Linked DNA regions of Mus musculus: regions 1 and 2 are each linked to region 3. A link is a contact called in public Hi-C and HiChIP or PLAC-seq data. All regions are on one chromosome and are shown on one strand. The core of a region is the stretch at or near the end of the contact, and the rest is flanking DNA. Distances in the headings are between cores, read along the strand shown.

Region 1 (3,821 bases), core at 969-3,468, 170 kb after region 3:
TTGAGCAAGCCAGATTGGTTCCCTGTATTCTAAGTCGTGGCTGAAGACTGCAGATCTGGGGCAGGGCTCAGCTGCGGGCTCTTGCAGACCCTTCCCAAGCCCTCCCTCCCTTTGCCTTTTGTGCTCCCAGGTTGAGCACAGCTGTAGGAGCAACAGCAACTCCACACAGAAAGCAGTGCTTCATTCACTCTGCCCGTCACAGGCAGTCAAGCTGCAGACTCTGAAAATATGAGCCCCTCCCACAAGGAGTCAACGTGACATATCAGATGTTCAGGCACATCCCTGGGCTTCTGCCAAGAAATGACACTGTCAGCTCTCTCTGAATGGCAGGCTGGTAAGTGATCTGTAGAGCTCTGCCACCTTCTGCAGTTCCCTTGCTCTGTCTGACATTCTCAAGAATGTCTCATTTCACAGACAAGGAAACTGAGGCCCAAATCCCACATCTATCAGGTGGCTGATACAGGTCTTCTTCATCGGATTCCTCCAGCATCCACCCGTTTTTGCCAGCCAGAGCCTTGGTCTGCAGTCAGAGCCTCGTGCTGAGACCAGAGCGGGACTTAGGTATGAGGACTGGGAGTTATTTGCTGAAACCTCAGGGTAAGTAAGAGACACGCTGTGGTTTTGACTCAGTGCAAACACCTTAAGGAGAGGCCTCTCTACACTGGGCCAGCACTGTAGGAGATGCTTACCTCCAGCCAATGGAGCCAATGTTCTGGAATCTTCCTTGGCGTTCACAATGATAGGTTGGTAAAGCTTTCTAGTTTCTTTTATTTTCTACATTCTCCAGGCTTTTAGGTTCAACTTGTCTCTGTTACTTGCCCAGTGTTTCAGAAGCGTAACAATGTATCAAGGAAAGGGATTGATGCTGAGGAAGCCCCTACTGTGTGTCTAACAAGCCCCTACTGTGTGTCTAACACGCTCCCTCCTTAAATCCTCCATGTGAGCCTAGCAGATAACAGAATCCAGGATCCAGAGGAGGCACAGAGTCTGGGATGTGTCCAGGGCCACACATCCAGGAAGGAGAACCAAGGTCTTGGGCTGAGTGTGACTGGTGGCTTTTCTCTGACCTGTTAGTATGAAGATCACAGGGAACATTTCTCAGGAGCCAGCAACACGGCTCAGCATGGGTGCTTTCTGTGCAAGGCTGGCTGGCTACCTTGGATCCCTGCAACCCAGATAAAGGTAATAGGAGAAAAGGCAGACTCTCCCAGCTGCCCCGAGGCCTCCACATGTGTGCTATGGGAGTGCATCCCTGTGCCCACGTCAATAATAAATGAAACAAAGCAAAACAAAAATGAAGCCAGTGACAGCTTGGGCTGGAATTTAAGCCACAATTAATTGAGCCAAAGGTAGAAACTGTCCCTAGACATGAGGGACCCTTGGGGACATTAAAATGTGCTTCTTGAATGTCAAGGATAAAGTTCTTCTAAGCTGCCGACAAATATCCATGAAAGGAATTTTAGCATTAAATAAAGTTCGACGAGTTTTTATCGATACCTTCTTAGAGCCATGTATGTGTGGGGTGGGGAAGGCCAGTAGGTAGTCCTGGCAACCTCACACTACTGAGGTAGAAGTTGTCAAGCATAACTGAGAGGCAGGGCTTCCAGAAACTTCTCTTAGAGCTCACTGACATTATTTTTAAAGGTTCTAAGAAGAATACTGGCTCAACTTTTTTCAGTCCAGACTTTTCTGAATTTTGCAATGGTCCCTCCTCTACTGCCCTCTTGCCCCTGGGGAATGTTTGCAAACATCTTTGGAATAGTCTAGGGGAGCCCCATCGGCCTGCAGGCAGCTCCACGGTGGGGGCCTGGGCTGTCAAAGCCGAAGGACACGCCCCTTTCTTTGTTCAACAGACCATGGGGCTCTGCTGCGAGGACTACAGAAGCTTCTCTTTGCTCTCTTGGTCAGAAAAGATGTTAGCTCCAGCTAGGATCTAGCTTAAAACGGGTGTCCTTCCAAATTGGGGGATTACTCAAACCTCTCAGCCTTTGAGCTAGAGGGATCCCTCGGGTCAGCAAACAAGTGTTCAGGCACGTGAGTGCCGCGTGGCTTTCGGAACACATGCAGGAGCGGGTTCCAGCAGGAGACTGATGCAGCCTGAATTGTAATCAGAGGAACACACTGGAAAACAACAGATTCGGGCCCTTTGCCTCTGGGCCGGCTTGGCAGCGTGGTGCACAGGACTCTGCTTGCCTCTGTGCTGAGCTCACCCTGCCAAGAGCCAGACTTTGTCCGAACATCCATGTGCGGGCTGAAGAGGGGAATCTGTTGACAGGACCCAGCTTCCAAGCCTGGACCTCGTGGCCATAGCTCTTCTCCAAAGTGACACGTAGCCAGGGCTGTTTACCCAGCAGAGTCAGTGCTTGGAGGCCACTTAGCTTGCCAGTGCTGTGGTAAGACGGAAATGCCTACATGGGCGTGGTGACATTTGTTTCTAGGTTGGAAAATAGCCTGGCAGTGTTCTTTGATGTCCCATGGTCCTGGACTGGCTTCAGGCCTGTCACCAGGCTTTCTGAGCCACCAGCTCTTCTGTGAGACATGCCCCCCCCCCCCCTGAGCTTAGCCTTCAGATTGGGTCATCAAGAATCTGTGGGAATCTCTGCATACCTTACCAAGTAGTCACTGTTTCTAGTCTGTCCTGAGTCACATGCATTTAAATGTCCCAGTAACGCCATGAGGGGGGAGTCCAAGGGTGCTCCTCATGTTATGTTGGGAAACTGAGCCCCAGAGAGGTGGAACTGGCTTCCAGGATTTCTGGGGTGGAGCTGGCATCTCTGCTTAGGTCTGATCTACAGAGGCCCGGCCCCAGTCACTTCATCTCTGCTTCAGAAATGGCCTCCCTCCGAGGGCCTGTTGGCGCGCTAGGGTCTCCCAGTTTCTCCTTAGGATCTTTTCTGCCAGGTGCTCCAGAGAAAGATGTGGGGAGGAGAAGTGGCCTTCTCTCTCTGGCTTGGAGGCCGCTGTCCCCTCGCTTGGGGTATCATAGAGTAGGGGCACAGAGGCTTGGAAAGGACAATTATCGAACTCACTTTGTCCTCCCAGAAGCTATGAGGGGAACAACCAAATATCTCATTTCATAGTTAGGAAACTGAGGTACAGAGAAGAATGTATGACGTTATATACTGACAAGCATCAGAGGTGAGGCCTAAACTCACAGTGGCTGGCTCTGGACATACCTGATGTACATTATGCTGTATTTTAGGTCTCAGAGGGCTGAAGATGGAAGATGTGGCCCTTTAATATGGTTCCTCGTGTTGTGGTGACCCCCCCCAACCATAAAATTATTTCTGTTGCTACTTCATAACTGTAATTTTACTACCGTGACGAATTGCAACGTAAATATCTATGTTTTCTGGTGGTCTTAGGTGACCCCCGTGAAACAGTCCATTGATCCTGAGGGGACTGAGACCCACAGGTTGAGAACCACCGCTGTAGAAGAAGCAATAAGCCCTCCCTACTCATACTATGGGAAGCCGAGTTCTATATCTACCTTTTCCTCTGCATCCAGGCCCAAGGGCAAGGTGTAAGAAGAGGAAATATTTAACTTTTTGTGTTACTCTGACCAAAAACCTGTCAAGAGGCAACCTAAGGGAGAAAGAAATTACTTTGGCTCACAGTTGTAAGGATACAGACCCAGTGCGGTGGGGAAGGCAGCTGGTCCCATTACACCACCCGCCAGGAAGCAGCTGACAGGAAGTGAGGGCAAGGCTATCAAAAATGTAAGGCTCACGGCAGCCCCTAATACTTCCTCTATCAAGACTCCACCTGAAGTGTTTCCACCATCTTCCAAAACAGCAGAGCTTGCAGGAAACCAGGTGTTC
Region 2 (4,045 bases), core at 732-3,231, 180 kb before region 3:
TCAGCCCCCACCCGGCAGACACCAGTCATTGCTGCTGATGGGGATCTGCCAGAAGGGCTCAGCTGGGCTTTGGGCCTCTCCGTCTCCTCCAATAATGACTTCCTATAAATCAGATCTGCCCTCCGCTTTGTTCCACACTGCTCCCAGCCAACAGCAGAACTCTCCACCCAACATCATAAATCCACCTCCATTTTCTTTCCAAATTTCCTTAAAGGCTTCTTTAATCACCACCTTGCAGCCTGGGCAGATGCTCCCTCAAAGGGGGTGTGGCCTGAGTGCAGAGGTCCTGGGAAAAGGGTAGGGCCTGGGAGAAGGAGGCCATGTGCAGAGGGAAGAAGGATGACGGTGACAGAAAGCTGCACTCCATTTGGGGAGGGGATAAAGATGCCCGCCTGCATAGTGCCTAGACGGGAAGACACAGACTTCATGCCTCCATGACAGATGGGCTGGCTCTCTCAGCTCCATCCTTGAGCTAGCTCAAGGCCCCAGGAGATGCCCAGCAGAGAAGCCTGGTGCCACTGTGTCAGAGCCATAGGCCCAGGCTATGGACTAGGCATCCCCATGTTATTTCCTTCTCCAAAACACTGTGAAGGTAGAATTTGTGTGGGGAGAGGTCATTGTCTTCTATGGCTGTCCAGGCCGGCGTAAGCCTGCTCCCTTTAGCCACTCTGCTAGTTGGCTGGGTCAAGGTGCCTGGTGAGATACCACAGGACTGCTGCTCTCTCCTATGCCAAACCCTCTGTGGGACGGACACCACTTCTCAGGGTTCCCACACATCTCAGCTCCCAGCCTTTCCTGGCTCCAAGTGGTCTCTGATAGTTGAAGAGACCTTGGAGTGGTTAGGGAGCCACAGCAAGGGACAGCAGGCTCTCTACTGCCACTGTGGGTACTAGCAGCTCAGGTTCAGACACCCTCCAGGGGCTCAGTCCCCTGAGAGCAGGCATTTCAGCCACTAGATGGCACTGTGACCCAGCAGAGTGGTAGTGGATGCCAGAATCAATAGTGTCTGGAGAGATCTCCCTTCCCCCCTCCTGCACAACTAACAACTTGTGTGTGGTTTGCGTGCCATTGCTCTCCAGCCCCCCACCACTGCAGCCTGCTGTCCTGAGCACCCCAGGCCAGACAGCTGCTTTGGCCTGACAACCTGCATACACAGTTCAGGGCCTGTCTGCCAATTCATACCCAGAGGGTAAGGGGCCTTCCCTTTACCAGCTGGGAGCAGCTTGCTCTAGTTGGAGGTCATCAGAAAGGTCAGCTGGTTATGGCTGGTTTAAGCATCAGGACATAAGGCCCCAAGTGCTGGCTTTCTCCAAGTCTCCTAAGTGACCTTGTACAAGTCCTTTCTGCTCTTTGGACCTAGTCTGATCCCTTGGCAAATGGGAGGTCCTCCCACCCAGTCCTGGTGGCTGCCCTCAAAAAAAAAATGGGAGCTCTGTGGCTTGGCTGCAGAAGCCTCAGTTCCCTGAAGCACATCTGGCCACTGCTTGCTTCTCCCTCCCAGCCTGCTTAGGCCTTGCTTGTCCCTCCTGGCTTCCCAGACCCCTTCCTTGCACTATTCTGGCAATGAGCGCTGGCCACCTGCCCAGAGTCTTGGCCATTGGGCTGGGCTCAGCATAGTGGCCCTTACATTTGGGGTTCATTCCTAGGGCTCAAGGGAGCACTCTGGGGTCATTTCCCAGCCAGATGTCCATGTGTCATTAACCGAGTGACAAGTGGGGGTTGCAGGATAATGTTGGGGGGCTGGGGAAGGCAGGCAGACAGAACAGTAACTTGGTAGGCCAAATTGGTTCTTGCCAGCCAAATAGCTTCTGGAAGTCTGCAGAACTGCTCTTATGTGTCCTCTGGGTATGCCAGCTGCCCCGGCCTCCTCCATCCCTCCACAGAAGCTGCTGCCCCCGCCTTGGGTTGCCCTATCCTTCCAGCACGGCCAGCACAGTTGGCTGGGGCTCCCATCGCATCTCTGCTCCTCAGCTGTCTTTGCTTGCGCCCCTCCTATCCCTCCTGGGTTCTGTGCCAGCCCAGCCAGCGTGAACAATGCCCCCTTCATGCTCCAGCCTCCTGAATTCTTCCATTCTGCGTGTAATGCACTCTCCCCGTCCTTGCCTCCCTTCCATCTCATCATTTTCAAGTGTTTCATCCCCCAGCCCATACCCCTCCCTCTCCTGCAAGATCAAGGCACTTAATTGCCAAGCCAGCCCAGTACACAGAACTGGGAGCTTACTCAGAAAAATTGACTGTACCAATCTGGGCTGAAGCGCCTCATGTTTATTCTTCTTCCCAGGGAAACATGGTTTATGACTGACACTCAGCCTCTCCGCCGCACGTTTATGCCCAGGGCTCTCAGGCACATTGATGGGGCTTGAGCCATGCAAACTATTTTATTGTCTAGTCATTTGTCCCCAAAAACTTTGTCAGATAGGCCAGCATCAATCTCTGTCTCTCATGGAGGTGGCAAGTCGGCTGGGTAAGGGCACCGCTCACTCCTGCAACCTTTCCAGCATGCAACTTGGAGATTTGCTACTACCAGCCCAGTGTCTGGAGGAAGGGAGGGGCCCACTTCATCTCCCCTGCCACTTTCCAGCTCCACAAGCCTTGAGTGTAGGCTGGCCGACGCTGTGGTCGTGTCCGTGGTATAACTTGGAGCAGATGTACGGGGAAGGCTAGCTAACGGGAGGATTTCTACATCCCAACTGCAAGGCGGGTGTGAACGAGACCAAGTTGTTATGCACAGGCCTGGCTTCCTGATTTTTGGCACTCACAACAGGAACTGGATGGCTCTGCCATCAACAGCCTATTGGCAGATTATCAGAGTTTAGTCAGCAGCCCTGCTGGAATTAGAAAAACAGCCTTCCCTAGAAAGAGCTCCTGTCAGAGGCTCTCTCTGACAATAGGTCCCCCATCCAGAAAGTTGAGGGGGGAGCGCACCTTCCATAAAAAGTGCGGGAGAGGGTTTGGAACAAGAACACAATTCTTTGAGCTCAGTTATCCGAGACGGGACCCAGCCGGAGCTTAGGGACTTAGCGCTCAATTCCTGGCCGCTTATGTGTAAGTAAATAATTTCATCTGCTGTTGGGCAATAAAGAAAGCTTTAAATCTCAGCTCCTGTGATCTGTCAGATTTCACCAATGCAATCTGCTCACTCATCACTGGGGTTACAGCAGGGGAGGGGGCACGGGGTTCCTGGGACAGGATACATGGTGTTCTTTCCCTTTCACTTCATGCCTGCTGTACGGTATCCCCACCCCGCCAAGCTCACACCTGCCAGGGATCTCACCTCCCCTTTGGAGAGGCAGCATACATGGTGGGAAGGGAAAATGCCTTCCTCCCTGCTCAGGGATTATAAACCTTCTCTGTCCTCCTGGTTGCTGATGACTTAGACACAGCTCTCTGCAGGGCCCTGGACCCCCAGCCCCAGCCCCTCTACTAATAACTCTGCTTACCTGTGTACTTGCTGACCCCAGCCTCAGCCGCCACGTCCCTGAGTGCCAGGATCCCCCGGGACAGGTCACTGGCCTCAGGGTCCATTTCGATGAGGGCATCAGGCCCCACATCACCATAGGCATAGTTGGCTATGTAGATAGAGTATCTTCCAGAGCCCTGAGGAAGAAGAAAAGGAGGAGGGTGAGAAGCCCTGGCCATGCTAGCCCTGGCTTCCCCAGGATTTGTCCCCACCCCAGGGATCATAGCTTCATCAGTGGGTTGAAGCCTGTGCTGCTACAACCCTGACAGGTGCTCATCACAAAAGCTGCGTGCAAATGACGACCCCCCCCTCCGCCCCTTCTCGAGCCAGACAACAAAGCAGCCTCTCTTGTTCTATCCTGTTCCAGAAGAACACATCTCTCCCTCTCCCCCACAACCACCTTTTTATAGACAATTTTCTAATGTGCCTCCCTCCAGCTGAGCTCGCTCCAGCTGCCAGCCAGGGTAGCTGCTCAATAAATATTTGCTGATTGATTGATCTACCAGTTCCCATTATTCTCTGTCTCTCTCTCTTTCTCTCCCATTCAAGCCCACTCCAGCCAAGATGACAAGCAAATTCCTAAGC
Region 3 (3,901 bases), core at 372-2,871:
CATGTCCGTCTCGGCTGACTTTGCCAGCGTAGAGTCCTGGCTGCATCATGTAAGGGCAGTAAACAGAAGGCAGCTCGATCCTCAGCGTCATTGAGGTGACACATGAGGTGTGTAGAGTGTTTGCCTGGGTTCCTAACATGTACATGCTCAGTACCTGCTAGGACATGTGAGGTGTGTAGAGTGCTTGCTTGGGTTCCTAACATGCTCATTACATATTAGCTACTCTTTCCACAAAACCAATTTCAGCAGAGCGTACAGTTCACGTTCCCAGTGTACCAATATGAGCAAGGACTCAACTGTGTAGGAGTTGGGAAAAAGGGTATTAGATGGGATCAGAGAGAGAGACAGGAAGGGAGATGGAAAGAGAGAAGAGAAGAGGAGAGGGGAGGGGAGGGAAGGGGAAGGGAAGGGAAGGGAGAAGAGGAGAAGAGGAGAGGAGGGGAGGGGAGGGGAGGGGAGGGGAGGAGAGGAGAGGAGAGGAGAGGAGAGGAGAGGAGAGGAGAGGAGAGGAGAGGAGAGGAGAGGAGAGGAGAGGAGAGGAGAGGAGAGGAGAGGAGAGGGATGATGTCCGAGCCTGCAGCTTGTCCCTCTTCGTCTCTGAGGCTTTCAAATGGGTGTATAGCCTCCTGCCTGTGCTCCAAGGGGCTGGTGGGGTTTGTGATTCTTGGGACTCTCGGCTGAGCTAGACAGCAGAGGCTCAGGACAGCATCTAGGAGTCTGCCATTAGCAAGCGTTATAGGTGATTCAAATGCAGGCTGAAGTCCACTGACACAAAGCTTCTGGGTGAGGTCTGCTTCTGTGGTCACTGGGTGATGACAGGTCACTTACCTTCTCCTGTTCCCTGGCGAGAAGCTCTGTCCCAGCCTCTCAGGGAAAGGAGAAGGAAAGGGAAAGAAGAAGGGGGAGGCGGGCGAGTGATCTGGGGGTGGGAGCAAGAAGGATACTGAGGAAGGAAGAAAAGATGCTGGCTGGAGGGAGTGCTGTGGTGCCACCGGACTGAGACAGAGCCCAAGCCAGCTCCCTCTGCGGTACAGTTGCTCTGGGTTATTAACAGGGAGAAGAACGGGCCTCTGTATCTCAGCGGAGCCGGGCAAGAGTCATCAACAGACGTTATTAAAAATCCTTTCCTCCCCAGTGAAAGACACTTATCACTCTTCATCAGCACCGCTCGCTCTTTCTGAAAAGGAGAGTCAACTTAACAGGTGGGGACTGTCCTTTCACTCCTGCAAAAGAGACTGAGGTTGCCTCCTGTCAGCCCAAAAGAAACCCTACCTAGGGCTCATGGACCGTCCCAGAATGGCAGTGAATGTCTTGAGACCCCCCCTCCCCTTCCCCCAACCTCACCCCAGAGTCTTAGCCTGTGTGCAAGAGAATCTGCTGTGAGGGCTGTCTGAATGGCAGTGGCAGCGGGTGGCTGCAGCAGGATGCAGTGCTACCAGGGAGATGGCTAACTACTGCAGAGAGATGCTGGGGCTTCTGCTGCAGTGTGACTGCAAGGGCAGGGCCTGGTCTTAGCTGCAGCCTCCTTCCTGTCGTCCCTTGCTGTCTTCCTTCCTTCTCCATTGTGGCTTCTGTCTCACCAGAGCCATGTGGCCTGAGCAGAGCCACCCTTGCAAACAAAGGCCCACTGTAAATGGAGCACACTTCACAACCAGCCCAGTGATCCAGCCTAACACAGAGACTGGTACTGAAAGCTCTAAGCCACTTTCAAGGCAGCCACTGCCGCCTCCCTGCCAGGCTGCAGGCTGACAGAAGGTTGGGTAGCAATTCCTCAAATCTTGCTACCCTGCCTGGGCTGCCCTCCTCCTCGATTTCTACCAGGTGATCCACTTAATGGGCCAGCTCAAGTGTCCCTTCCTGGGGAAGCCCTCCCTGCCCTCTCCAGGCAGAACTAATTACTCCTTCTCATGGTTCCAGTACAAAGGCTCCGGCTCTAACAATGGTCATGCTCTATGCTCTGTTATCCCTGTTGGTGTCTCTGTCTCCTCATTACATACAAGAAGGGGAGGGGGACCATAGTGTTTGTTTGCTAGAAACAGGGTATCCCTGTGTAGCAGTAAGGGGCTTGTACACAAACATGAGTACTGAGTTCCCAGCACCCATTTAAAAAGCCAGATACCTGTAAGGCCCAGTGCTAGGAAGCAGAGACAAGAGGCCTCCTGAGACCTGGTGGCTAGGCTAATTGGTGGGTGCCAAGCTAATGAAAGACCTTGCCTCAAAATACACATAAGGTAGAGGAGTGGTTGGGCAAGACCTTTGACCTCCGGCTTCTCTATGTATCCACAAGCATACATATGTGCATGCATGTATGCCTGTGTATGTGTTTTCTCTCTCTTTCCTCTTTCTTTCACTCTCTCTCTCTTTCTTACACACACACACACACCTCACACACATAAATACACACACACATCAAAACAAACAACAGCTAGAATTCTGGGGCCCTAATATATATTATATATTATTTCACACGCTCCCAAGAACAACCCTCCAAGGTTTTAAGGCTCATTTTACAGATGAGGACAACAAGGCTTGGGGAAGTCATGTGACCTACCCAAGAGCGTGTGGCAAGTAAGGGGCAGAACTGGATTGTCTGAGTGTGGTAAAGATTTGTTAACTGACTAATCCAGCCCACTGTCAGCTCCCCAGCCTTGGTGCTAACTAAGCTAGCAGAGGGTCTGCCTCATGAGCCAGGTGTCATCAACTTATTCCTTCTCAAGGAGAAGAGGCAAGGCCTGAGGAAAAAGTCCGTCACTCTCCCAGAGCTCAGCCCCATAGTTAAACCCTCTTGCTTCCTCCATTTTGTTAATCCCAACTGGCCACCACCCTCCCTGTCCCCTCTCTCAGCCCCTGCCATGTAGTTGGTCTGATTTTTCTCTAGCAACGTGGTTCCCAGTGTTCCTCAGGCCTCCAGCCAAGCCTAGGAAAAGCTGCGCACAACAGCATTCTTGTTTCTGCCTCCGGGTCCCAGGTAACCTGGAGGGGACAGAGCCCTGGGCAGTTGTCAGCATCTTTCTCCACTGGGGGACCTCAGAAACAGCTTCTGCCTAAGCCCCAGTTTTCAAGACCAACTGCAATTTTACAACCTCGTAAACTTGGTAAGCTTAGCAACTATTCCCCCCCCCATTCTGAGGATCCCCACAATCCCTAGCAGAGGGGTGAGTGCCTAGGCAGGTGTCCAGTGAGTAGTGAAGAAACGAAGCCCATAAAACACTAAAAACATCCCAAGAGGACCGAGAGGTGGCTCAGCCAATACAAGCGCTTGTGCAAGACTGGGAACTCAGTGGAAGGAGAGAACAGACTCCTGAAAGCTGCTCCCACACAATATCACACACACACACACACACACACACACACACACACACACACACACACCAATAATAAAAATGCAATTCTAAGTATGTTTTCATGAACCTTCAGACTGAATCTTCTGCAAGGCTGATGCATTGAACAGAGTTCCCGTGGTTTTGAAGGGTTTAGAGTGTTGCAGGCCCATACTCTAATTATCTCGGGCTGTCTTTGGCCTCTTGAGAGCCACCTATTGTCCTCTGTGCCTGAACTAAGAGCTTTGTGGCCAACACGTAAATCACTTGGAAGGTGCAGAACACCAGTTTCCTTCAGAATGTGTTAACTTAGCAGACAACTAGTTCCCATGGCTGCACAAGCTATGAGCGTTGTCAGACAGCATCTAGGCCTATCCCAGAGTTTTCTAACTTGCTATGACTTGCCTCTCTGATCTTTCCACTGATGTATTTGAAAGAGTCCTGATTTTCGACCCTTTTCGTTCTGTTACTATAGAAACTTGAAGCTGGGTGTGGTGACGCACACCTTTAATCCCAGCACTCGGGAGGCAGAGGCAGGAGGATCTCTGAGTTTGAGGCCAGCCTGGTCTACAGAGTGAGCT

Evidence for each region. Hi-C and Micro-C count contacts between places; a contact is called where the count stands out from the background. HiChIP or PLAC-seq counts read pairs in DNA pulled down with a chosen protein or histone mark.
Region 1: a Hi-C map of cortical glia shows a contact between it and region 3, with 3 times the contacts expected there. The contact joins two enhancer-like sites. A contact is called at or near these places in 3 of 484 Hi-C or Micro-C datasets (the G1E-ER4 cell line, cortical glia and pre-megakaryocyte-erythroid progenitors) and 2 of 115 datasets of contacts at active chromatin or transcription factors (embryonic stem cells and neural progenitor cells).
Region 2: a contact with region 3 is called in an H3K27ac HiChIP or PLAC-seq map of neural progenitor cells, with 10 times the contacts expected there. The contact joins two enhancer-like sites. A contact is called at or near these places in 1 of 484 Hi-C or Micro-C datasets (the N1E-115 cell line), 2 of 115 datasets of contacts at active chromatin or transcription factors (embryonic basal ganglia and neural progenitor cells) and 1 of 9 other capture datasets (embryonic stem cells).

Annotation. Positions count from the first base shown.
Region 1 is chr19:42,657,738-42,661,558 of GRCm38.p6, forward strand. No RefSeq gene overlaps it. Among named protein-coding and RNA genes, the nearest start is that of Gm25216, 40 kb to the right of the region's middle. Within about 2 kb of position 2,219, at least 99 of the 459 cell types and tissues checked have an H3K27ac peak or open chromatin away from gene starts, as enhancers often do. A contact at or near this core is called in cortical glia, where this site is marked.
Region 2 is chr19:42,315,165-42,319,209 of GRCm38.p6, forward strand. It overlaps Crtac1 (cartilage acidic protein 1), which reads right to left. Exons shown (of 15, transcript NM_145123.5): 5 at 3,441-3,597. Among named protein-coding and RNA genes, the nearest start is that of Mir3085, 37 kb to the left of the region's middle. Within about 2 kb of position 1,982, at least 63 of the 459 cell types and tissues checked have an H3K27ac peak or open chromatin away from gene starts, as enhancers often do. A contact at or near this core is called in neural progenitor cells, where this site is marked.
Region 3 is chr19:42,492,075-42,495,975 of GRCm38.p6, forward strand. No RefSeq gene overlaps it. Among named protein-coding and RNA genes, the nearest start is that of Gm41850, 7.5 kb to the left of the region's middle. Within about 2 kb of position 1,622, at least 31 of the 459 cell types and tissues checked have an H3K27ac peak or open chromatin away from gene starts, as enhancers often do. A contact at or near this core is called in cortical glia and neural progenitor cells, where this site is marked.